2 separate regions of the Mus musculus genome follow, and region 1 is linked to region 2. A link is a contact called in public HiCAR-type data. All regions are on one chromosome and are shown on one strand. The core of a region is the stretch at or near the end of the contact, and the rest is flanking DNA. Distances in the headings are between cores, read along the strand shown. Region 1 holds the start of Gm25589 (a small nuclear RNA gene). Region 2 overlaps Snd1 (staphylococcal nuclease and tudor domain containing 1).

Evidence for each region. HiCAR-type assays count read pairs that join an accessible place to other places.
Region 1: a contact with region 2 is called in a HiCAR-type map of astrocytes, with 2.2 times the contacts expected there. The contact joins two enhancer-like sites. A contact is called at or near these places in 1 of 115 datasets of contacts at active chromatin or transcription factors (astrocytes) and 1 of 9 other capture datasets (embryonic stem cells).

What each region holds. Positions count from the first base shown.
Region 1 is chr6:29,113,413-29,119,028 of GRCm38.p6, forward strand. It overlaps Gm25589 (a small nuclear RNA gene), which reads right to left and starts at 194; the gene lies at 29-194. Within about 2 kb of position 4,244, at least 71 of the 459 cell types and tissues checked have an H3K27ac peak or open chromatin away from gene starts, as enhancers often do. A contact at or near this core is called in astrocytes, where this site is marked.
Region 2 is chr6:28,615,489-28,620,540 of GRCm38.p6, forward strand. The region is part of intron 10 of Snd1 (staphylococcal nuclease and tudor domain containing 1); the gene reads left to right. Among named protein-coding and RNA genes, the nearest start is that of Snd1, 140 kb to the left of the region's middle. Within about 2 kb of position 3,298, at least 41 of the 459 cell types and tissues checked have an H3K27ac peak or open chromatin away from gene starts, as enhancers often do. A contact at or near this core is called in astrocytes, where this site is marked.

The DNA of each region.
Region 1 (5,616 bases), core at 2,994-5,493, 500 kb after region 2:
CTATAAGCTCAGAGAACATTAATTTTTTATGGAAAAAGCTCAAATCCTATATACCCCACTAACACAAATTATGCTGTTGAGTTTTTGGCATTTGGGGAAATTGCAGGAGTCAGCATAACCGGAGTGTAATGGGTGAGCCTTACCCTGGGAAAACATCCTTCTTGATCATGGTATCTTCCCTGCCGGGTAAATATAAAAATTAACTCTCTGAGCCCTCCCCCTTTCATCTGTCTTCTCTGACTTTGCCTCTTCTTCCTTGTCTCCGAGAACAAAATTCTGTTTCAAAGGAAAAGACGGCTTTAGGATACAGCCTAGATGGGAAGAGATCCCTGACTATGTAACACGTTCATCTGCAAGTGGAGGGAGCCCTCCAGTCCCATCAGCATCTGTACAGCAGAGGCAGCTGGGTCTCTATGAGTTGAAGGTCAGCAGCCTGCTTTACATAATGAGGTCCAGGCCAGCTAGGGTGACATAATGAGACATTACCAAAAAAGAAATGAGGGGGTGGGGGAGAGAGAGAGGATGATAGAGAGATAGATGATAGATAGATAGATAGATAGATAGATAGATAGATGATAGATTAGATAGATAGATAGATAGATAGATAGATAGATAGATAGATAGATAGATAGATAGATAGATACATACATACATACATACATACATATGGTGGGAGCAGGGAGGGAAGGAAAGGAAGGAAGGGAGGGAGGGAGGGAGGAAGGAAGGAAGGAAGGAAGGAAGGAAGGAAGGAAGGAAGGAAAAACCCTGCTTGTAAGGGTTTCTCACTCTCTGTTCTTAACTTTTAAACAGAGAAAACCTTCGGCTAGGAGTGTAGCTCAGTAGTAGAGCATCTGCCTAGCATGCAGAGTCCTGATATAAAACATACAACTTTAATTCCAGTCCTCAGGGGCAGAGGCAGGCAGATCCCTGTGAGTTCTGGCCTACATAGCAAGTTACAGGCCAGTCAAGGCTACATAGTGAGACCCTGTCGCAAAAAAAAAAAAAAAAAAAAAAAAATTAATAAAAACAGGAAAAGCATTGCCCTAAGTACAGAATAAGTCTTAACTTCTGACTTTCCCCCCTTCCTGAGAGTTTGTGTTGCATCTCAGATATAAAAGGAAGTTTTCTACTTCACTTTTGCTAAGAAATTCACTCTGGTTCCAGCTCGCTGTTACCATGGGATTGATTACACATGCCATTTTTAATCTAAAACAGCAAGGGGGAACTAACTGAATCTGTCCACAGAGACAAGGCTTTTACATTTGTAACTTTATGTGTGGTACAATTATTATTGTTGGCATGAATAATTTAAATATGTACATATGTGAATATAAACATGTTTAGGATGATTTGGGACTGTTTGGACTGCCCTACATCTTTTGAAAAACAGGTTACTCTTGGTTCTTATCTTGGTCAAGTCTAGAATGGTCATCTTTAAAAAAAAAGAAAAGAACTGTTGGGCCTGAAAATGGCCCACAAATCAAGAGTTTCAGCACAAGCCTGGCCACATGAGTTCAGTGCCCTGGGCCCACCTAAAACTAGGGGGACTGGGGGCTGGAGAGATGGCTCAGCAGTTAAGAGCACTGACTGCTCTTCCAGGGGTCCCGAGTTTCAGTTCCCAGCAACCACAGGGTGACTTACAACCAACCATCTGTAGTAGAATCAGAACCCCTCTTCTGGTGTGTCTGAAGACAGTTACAGTGTACTGACATAAATAAGATAAATACATATTTTTTAAAAAATTAGGGGAACTAGCTCCACAAAAGTTGCCCTCTGAGGTTGGAGAGATGGCTCGGTGGTTAAAAGTTTGTATTGCTCCTGCAGAGGATCTGAGTTTGGTTCCTAGGACCCTATTAATGCTATTAATGGCCAAATTAATGCTATCCTTGGATCTTATAAAGTTACAGCTTAGGCTAGTTTTTTTTTTTCTTTTTTACTTTGATTTATTTAGTGTGCATGTGTCAGGGGCATGCTCACAGCATGGTCTGCATATGGAGGCCAGGCAGTGAGCGGGACTTGGTTCTCTCCTTCCAATCTATGGAGTTAGGAGATCAAACCCAGGTTATCAGACTTGCCAGCAAGTACCACTGCCTACTAAGCCATCTTTCTGGCCCATTTGAACCAAGTCTTATTTAAAAGTATCCGTGTTTCTCACTATCTTCATAAAATAACTCCTTCATTATCCAATATAATTTGCCCTTTAAAACTCAGTGTTTAAATCGATAAATATTTATTTTAAATTTTCCCAAAACAAGTTCTATTTTGGGGTGCCTCTATTTTAAATCCCTGACAGCCTCAACCAAACCCCTTCGACTGAAAATAAAATAAAATAAAACAAAAAACAAAATAAAACAAAACAAAACAAAATAAAATGGTGTGGAGGCCATTTCTTTCTCTGCTTTCCCTCTAAGCCAGGTTTTCCCAGTGAGAACCTGGGGGAGTTCGGGAAGCTCATGACCACCTTTTTTTCCGCCCAAGAAGCTGGAGCTGGAGGTACAGTCCCTCCCCACCGGAAGCTGTGGCCTCCACCTCTAGGTTTGGCCCCACCTCCTCTGAGGGTTCATGGGAGCTGCTTCTCCACGGCCCTTGTGGAGGTGAGTTGCTAGGAGCAGTCGCCTCACATTCCTCAAGTGGATTCAGGCAAATTCGCCTTGAGCCTGACTTTTCTGATCAGTGTATTTGCTTGTAGCATCCATTTCTGGACTTTGTAGTGAGGATGAAAGATGCCCTGAAACCACGTCCACAAACTCAGCATGAGCCCAGTATAAGACAGTGGTTAATGGCATCTTCTGCTCTGGCAAAGAAGGCTGCTCCATTGGCAGGCAGGCAGGCAGGCAGGCAGCACCACCTCATATGCCATTCGAGGGTCTGGTATGGTTGAACAAGGAAGTTCTTGCTGGGTGGGATACAGGGAGCATGGTGATGGTGTTACTGAGACCCCTCACCAAACTTGCTCATATTACACCACAGACATTGCCTTATGCAGGTCACACATGAAGAGAGCATGATCCACTGTCCCTGCAGTGACATGACTGGGGCGGGGGAGCCTCCCCGAGAGCTATCGGTCAATAGCCCTTAAGGTAGGCATCTCCCCGGCTGGTTATTCTTTCCCCTTTCCTGTGAATGCACTCAGAGCACTGGGAGCAAAGAGCAACAGAGACCATTCTTCCAAGCCTCCAAGACTTTACACCAGCCATTTTATCAGGAGCTTGCTAACAACAACAGTCTGGGCTTTCTCGCTCTCCAGTTCATATACAAAAAGACTGGGGGCCCAGAGGGGAGTCCAGCACCCTGACTCTTGGCCTTTACCTGTAACTCCGCCACGGCTTCCTGTGTGTGTGTGTGGGGGGGGGGGGTTTACAGTGGTAGACAGAGGTGGTATCAGTCCCAGGACGTGCAGGACCAGCCAGCATTGTATAACTCACTCTTTCCTTGTCCTGGAGAGGCCAGGATCACTTTGAGAAACTGATCTTCATCTTTCTCCTTGTTGTTACTGTCCTGGGCTGCTCCATCTGCTCAAGCCCCCACCCCCAACCCCCGAAAGGACACAGATCCTAGTTAACACCCAGTATCACCAAGAGGCTCAAAATTCAAGTTGTTCTGTAGCAGGTTCCTGGGAACACACATGGGCCCTGTCCTGATCTGAGATGCAACACTCCAACCTGTGTATGCTCCATTTGAAATGTCTAGATGCCCAGAACCCTGTTCTGGGGCCTCCCATGGAGACCTATTAGCACTGCATTACTTTTAAGTGTCTGCTGTATCCAAGTATACTCCCAAGTCGGACAAAGACAGAAAGCTCTTTGCAGGGAGAAAGAAGAGACCACAAGGGCTCTGTAGAGGGTCCTTAACCTCTGCTAATTAGTTAATTCCCCAGAGAGTGGGAAGATGTATGAGGTACCTGGGCAGGGCTGCAGCGAGTTTCTGCCCAGGTCTGCAGAAGGGAGGAGGGGAAGGCCTGCTTCCCTTTCCAGACATTGCTCTCTGTATTCTTCTCTTGGCATCTGGGCATGAGGATGTTGGTGGGCATTTTACTCAGTGAGGTAATCCTAGCACAGTCACAGTAAGCAGGCTAACTGCTACTGTTGGTAGTGACTGCTGTTTGCACTGGCTGTCCTCTGGTGAGAAGTGAGAAAGCAGAAGCAAACAGTTCTTCCAAGAGCCCGTCTCCTTCCATGGGACTTACTCCAGTGGCTGGAAGCCAGCAGCACCCACACACAGCTGCAGGGCTAGAGAGCCAGACTCCCAATTGGTCAGTGTTGGCAGCTGTCCTAGGGTTCAAAGGTATGTGATTCCCCATGCTGGTACTTCAAGCCTAATGTCCCTTTAATAGCTCTTGTCGAATTGCCATGGCTCTCCCTGGAGATTTTCATCACTATGGACAACCGCCATTATCGGACCTCCAGGGGAATGGAGATGTCTTTGGAGTCTGGATTCTGGGAAAGAGAGTTATAAAAGCGAGTGGAACTGATCCACCCCGGCTAAATATGAGCAACTCTGTAGTGTGCCAAGATACAGAGCCCAGCCACCATGAAGAAAATCTTTACACAAATGTATTCTGGGCTCAGGCACTTCTTATATGCTCATGCATATGCACACACACACACACACACACACACACACACACACACACACGAGAAAGAGGCAAAAGATTAAAAACAAATAGCTGTAAGTGGTTTCTTTTGACATAAAGGGGAGGGAAGAAGCTGGCCAAGCAAAGGGCTTAATTTTCAAGTTGAGAAATATAATAAAAAATGTAAATTAATTACATAAGGGAAGGTTTCAAAGGCTTTGCCATCCAAAGCGCATGACATTGAAAATGTTCCTCCTGGGGCTAAGGGTTGTAGCACAGATGGTAATGTTTGCTTAGCATGCAGGAGGCCCTGGGCTCCATCCCCAGCACCAAATAAGCCAGGTGTGCTGGAGAATGCATATGATCCCATATGGGAGGGTCAGAAGTTCAAGGTCATTCTTAGTCTTGTAGCTAGTTCAATGCCAACCTAGGGTGTGACAGATCTGGTCTCAAAACAAACCAAACAAACAAACAAAACCCAGGAAGTGCCTTTCCTTTTCTTACTACCTAGTTTGAAAGAGAAACCACTTTAACCTCCAAACCTTTAGTACCTAGTAAGAATGTGTTTCAGGTTCCTTAAGAAGCTTCCAGAGATAGTGGGCCTGCTCTAGTCCATGTGGGAGGTGCAGCTCCACCCTCTTCTCACTGTGCTCTAGCACAGGCAGTGGCAGCTTCCCCCCCAACCCCCCACCCAGTACAAGGTGCTCTAGAGATTGGAAAGATGAGGGGCTCTAAGCCAGGAAGCCCTATTCAGCCAGGTTTTGTATAATGGAAGTATTGTCCAGCTCTGCATATGTCACGGGTTCTTATCCTTGGGCAGTTCCTTTCATGCCAGACTACACTAAACCCCACCTACAAGGTTCTGCCCCTGGGTGTGATTTGAGAGGGGGTTCCAAACCCTCCTGACTGTAAGTTTCTTTTGACATGAAGGCACCTCCCGTAAACTTCCTGAAACATTCAGTGTATTATGAGGAACCTATAGGAAAAAGGGTTCAGTGTCCATAGTTTTTACCAGGCAGGGTCAACCATCTCCTCTAAAGACC
Region 2 (5,052 bases), core at 2,048-4,547:
AGAGAAAATCATTTTCCTATTGTAAGAGATGTATTTTTCCCCTCTAGTTCCTTTCTTCTCTTTGAGAACTGTGGGAGGGCCTGTGGCACATCGCTGTGCTGGATGGGTTTCATCTGGCTTGTAGCCTGTGCCTTAAGTAACAGGGTTGTCTCTTCCGAGGGCATTGGCTCTCCATTTTTAGCATGAGTATGAAGGGTAAAAAATGGAGGAAAAGATTTCTCCATTACTAGAAAACATGATTTGAGGCCAACTGGTTAATTATGAGCCTCCAATGAAGAGAAGTGGGGCTAGTCGGGCATAGCCAGTGGTGAAATAGCTGGTCCCTGCTGCTGCTGTGTAGTTCGTGATGCACTACCTCCAAGACCTCTGGGTTAGTCTGCACTTTTACTTTTTAGATTTGTATTATTTATTTACTTGTTGTTACTGTTTTGTCATCTTCTTTCTGGTATTGGGCATTGGACTCAGGCTCTGTGTTTGCTAGGCAAGGACTCTACCACTCAGCTACATCCAGCCAAGCTTTTGTCTCCATGGGCTTTCTCTCCTCACCTCTTTCCCTTCTGCCTTTAAACTCTGGTTTGTTGTTTGTGGGCTTTTTACTGTTCTTGCCAGTGAAGGAGTTTCCCCTTTCAACACTGACTCACGCTTCTGGTTCATCTACAAAATTCCTAGCTAGGTACAAGAGAGTCTTCTCAGTGATGCTAATTATTTTTTATTTCTCGTCTGTTCCATCTGTTCATGTGAACAGCAGATGAATTCCTTTCATTTAGCCAAACTTCATGCCTGTTTTCTGTATCACTGCCTGTTACTCTTCTAGAACAAAGGAAGGACTCTACAACCCGGCCCTGTCTTCTCCTTTCCTTACTTTCCTTTACTGTTTGATTGGTGGCAGTGCAGTGGAGGTCAGACTGAGATCTGGTACAGGATGGCTGTGTGCTCTGCTACTGAGGTGCGGCTTTAGCTCTTTCTGTTTCTTGTGGTGCTGGAGGGCCTCTGCTTGTTTCGCAGACATGCCAGCACTGCGTTCCACCCAGCTCCCCTTCATCTCACTTCCCAGATACCACAACAGACTTTTGCATAGACTTAGTCTCAAATTTATAAGGCTTTGGACAACAATTTTTCCCTTTCTTTTTCTTTTCTTTTCCTTTTCTTTATAATTGTTAGTTAATGGTCTGTTTTTAGTAATAGCTGAGGTATCTCTAGCTCATCAGTTAGTTCATCTTTCCTTGAACTGTAAGGATTTCTGATTCCTTGTAGCTCCTGGCTCTTTACAGTTTGTCTCTGCGCCCCCCCCCACCTCCCCTCATGATAAGTAATAAGAGTTCATTGTGTTAAACTTGTAAAGAGACAGAAGATTGCCTTAAAGATTTAGCCAAGAGGCCATGGTGACATGTGCCTGTCTCTATTCCCAGATCTTAGGGTGCAGAGGCAGGAGGATGGCAAGTGCAGGGTCAATTTAGACTTCATAGCAACATTCTGTCATTAGAAAAAAGGCTAAATTAGAGAAGAACATATTGATTGCTTGGATTTTATTTCTCACAATTGTGCATTGTTATTTCAAGCCTAGGTGCTCTGGTAGGATCATTAAATTGCCAGTAGTTCTTAGTCAGCTAATATACTGTGAGAGAGGCCTTCTTCAGTGGATCTGCTAACTGTGTTCTAGAGCTGGGTGAGAACTCTTCTTTGTAACCCACGTGGAGATGTACCCATTTCACTTATGCCCATAATCACAATAAGTACATTTTGATTTTTCAGAAATCTTTCCTGTTTTCTCTTCTGACTGTTCACCCTTGGCACTTTTTTGTTTGTTTGTTTTTTGTTTTTTGAGACAGGGTTTCTCTGTGTAGCCCTGGCTGTCCTGGAACTCACTCTGTAGACCAGGCTGGCCTTGAACTCAGAAATCCGCCTGCCTCTGACCCCCCCCCCCCCCCCATCCCAGTGCTGAGATTAAAGGCATGCGCCACCACGCCTGGCTTCCCTTGGCACTTTCTAACATTCCCTTGCTGGACACTTTAGAAAAGCATTTTTCTCCTTCACACTAATCTTCCCACGTGAGGTGTGGCTCGTAAGATAAGACCTATATGAAGTAATTAAATTATAGTAATGTAGAAAGTGATTAATGCTGTAATGTTACTTTATCTCTTCTGTCTCTTGACATTAGCTCTCTTGTTAACACAAGATGGTATAAAACTTAACTCAGTTAAGTAGATTTTATTTTCTCGTGGAATTTGTATTTTCCAGCCTGCTCTCTGAGCATGAACTCAAGAGTTCAATTAATTTCAACTGCTACGTGGGTTTTGCCTTGTTTTCTCTGAAAAACCATTTAAAGGCAAAAACTGAGGCCAATCACCATGTAGACTAGTAGTAGCTCCTACCATGCTCACTGTCAGGAGCCAGACTTCCATTATTTGATTGGTAGCAAACAGTCTGCTTACCCAGATCATCTGGTGCCAGGAGATGTTTAAAGAATATTACCTGTGGATTAAGGTGCCTCATTTCACCTTTGGCTTCTGGATTACTAACCTTGAACCTTGTTCTCTTTGAGTATGCTGTTCCTTTCTGTCTAGTTACCCTGAATCCTCTCTACTCCTCTGGGGAAGCTGCCGCCGCCATTGTTTCTCATCAGAGCAGGGTTTTGTGTGTGTGTGTGTGTGTGTGTGTGTGTGTGTGTGTGTGTGTGTGTGTGTCGGGGGGTGGGGGGGGGGAAGGTTTTCGCCCAGTTTTGTGTGGGAAGCCACACCTGTGCAGAAAGGACAGATGGGGCAAGTCTCCGGGACTGTCTTCTTTTGAAGTTTCCTTCAGTGAGTCTGGGATCCACCTTTCTGTTGGCTGCACTTTCTTACTTGGAATTCTTGGCTTCCTGTGGCATTTCGGTCTGCAAGGCACAGCGCTGTTCTTTTCTTCTACTCTTCCAATTCCTGCAGGAGCTTTTTCAGTGAGGTGAGGGACCCCATGTGCTTTGCTGCTTGAATAGTGGTTAGGGCCTTAGAGCCTTCACACTGTTTATTCATAAAGTCTTGCCAGGGTCGGGGTGGGGACTTGTCAGGCTCCCATTATTTTCTCCCCTCCCCACTTTTCACTCTGTTCTTTCTCCCCTTTCTCACTGCATCTGAGCAATAAATAGCAGGCACTTCTGAAAAGGCTCTTAGTTGGCTTATGTAATTGAGTAGAAGAGCAGTCTCTTGAGAGAGATTTTTTTTTCTTACATGATAGTCTTGAAAATGGTCCTTTAATTTTGGGATGTGCCAGTTCCTGTGGACTATAATAATCATGTGCTGTGCACCGGAGATAACGGGTCATTCCCTTCAAGGACACGAGGCTGCCTTCAGTTGCTGGACTTCACTCACTCTTGGTTCTATGACGCTGTTCTCCTGGCAGCTTGCCAGCAGACATTTGTAACTGGGACCTTTTGTAGAATTGCCACCTCCCTTGCCTTTTTCCTGTCACCATGGTTAGTGGAGGGCTGCTTGCTCCTCTCTGCTATGGTGTGGTCAAGTTGGCTTGCCCTATCATGTGCTCAGGTTCTACTTCCAGCCTTAGACTAGTTGCATTTGAGGGATGTTTGGATACTGTGTCTTCCCCTCGTACTCGAGTGTTACCAGCTGTCACTGTCCAGAAGGTCACAGAGGAATGCATTCCCCGGGGCTTATTTAACCTACTTGTTTATTTATACTGAAACATCTTATCGTCAGTCAGGCACCTCACTATGGCTTTCCTGCCTTTCTAAACTTTCTGCTTACTTTTGTCTTTTGTGGCATTGACTTCTAGACTAAGCACATCTGTGTTCTTTCTTTACTTCTCCCCAACATTTTCAGTTGTGGCTTGTGAACCTTTTTTCTGTTTCTCCCCGGAATATGTAAGAGCAGTATTAGATTGTAATTTAGTACTTACCCATATCTGTCTGTGCCTTTCTAGTAGACTTGTTTATTCTTAAGGTGTGTTTTAAATGGGAAATATACATAGAGCTAGTTAAGAAATAAAGCTGACACCTCTCCCTACCGCCACAGCAACTACTCCTGGGCGTGGTTTGAGAATGCGCAGTTTGTGCACACTCCTGCAGAAATACTTAGGTATTGCCCATTTGGCCAAGATGGCTACAAGGTGAAGCTTCCCCTGTGCTGTGCTAAGCTTTGTGCTTAGCAGACACTTTTAATAAATAAATAGAAATGTGCTGCTCTGTGTGTTCAGGACTACAAACTAGTGGATATCCTTTTGGATCCTGTCTCCTGGCTGCCAAGGGAATTGAAAGGTCCTTGATTGTAAATATGCGGAGGGCATGTGATACTGTTCCTATTTTAAGTCTATAATTCAAATGGAAATTGCAGCCTTTGTTTATTAAAATGCCATGTAAGGCAGAGCTACTGGGACTGGTCCATTATTTACTGTTTGAAATTTTATACATTTAAGTCTGAGCATGTCTGTTCTTATTTTAATTCAGCAGTCAGTTTTAAGATCATCACAGAGTATAATTCTGCTTGGCTACATTAATTAATATATTATAGTTTGTTTCATTTTTAAGACAAAAGTCAAACTTCTTATTGACCCTGTTTATCTCATAGCACATTTTGTAGTTAAATAATCCCTCTGCATCATGGAAAGCCACATCTTTGCTGGGCTGTCTTTTCTCCCTTTGTGATAGGGAAGAATATAATATATGCTCTGTGAGGGGAATAACAGCCAGTTAGTCTGATGCACACAGGAATAAAAGGACAAGACGTGGTGAGGAATGGCTGAAGGCGATCAACTAGGTTTAGTGGTAATCAGCACCTGCCTTCTGTTTCCAGCCTGAACATTATCCCACATTTGCTTCTTAATATCATATATTACATTTGTGTTTGGAGGTGCCTGGACCTGGGAGTCATCATTAACCCTGTTTGTCTACTGCCCTTATCTTCCTCTCTCCTGCATCGGTAACCATTAGCCATGGGTCATATGTGTGTGTGTGTGTGTGTGTGTGTGTGTGTGTGTGAGAGAGAGAGAGAGAGAGAGAGAGAGAGAGAGAGAGAGAGAGAGAGAGAGATTGGTTTTTTTTGTTGTTTTGCTTTGTGGCTGACA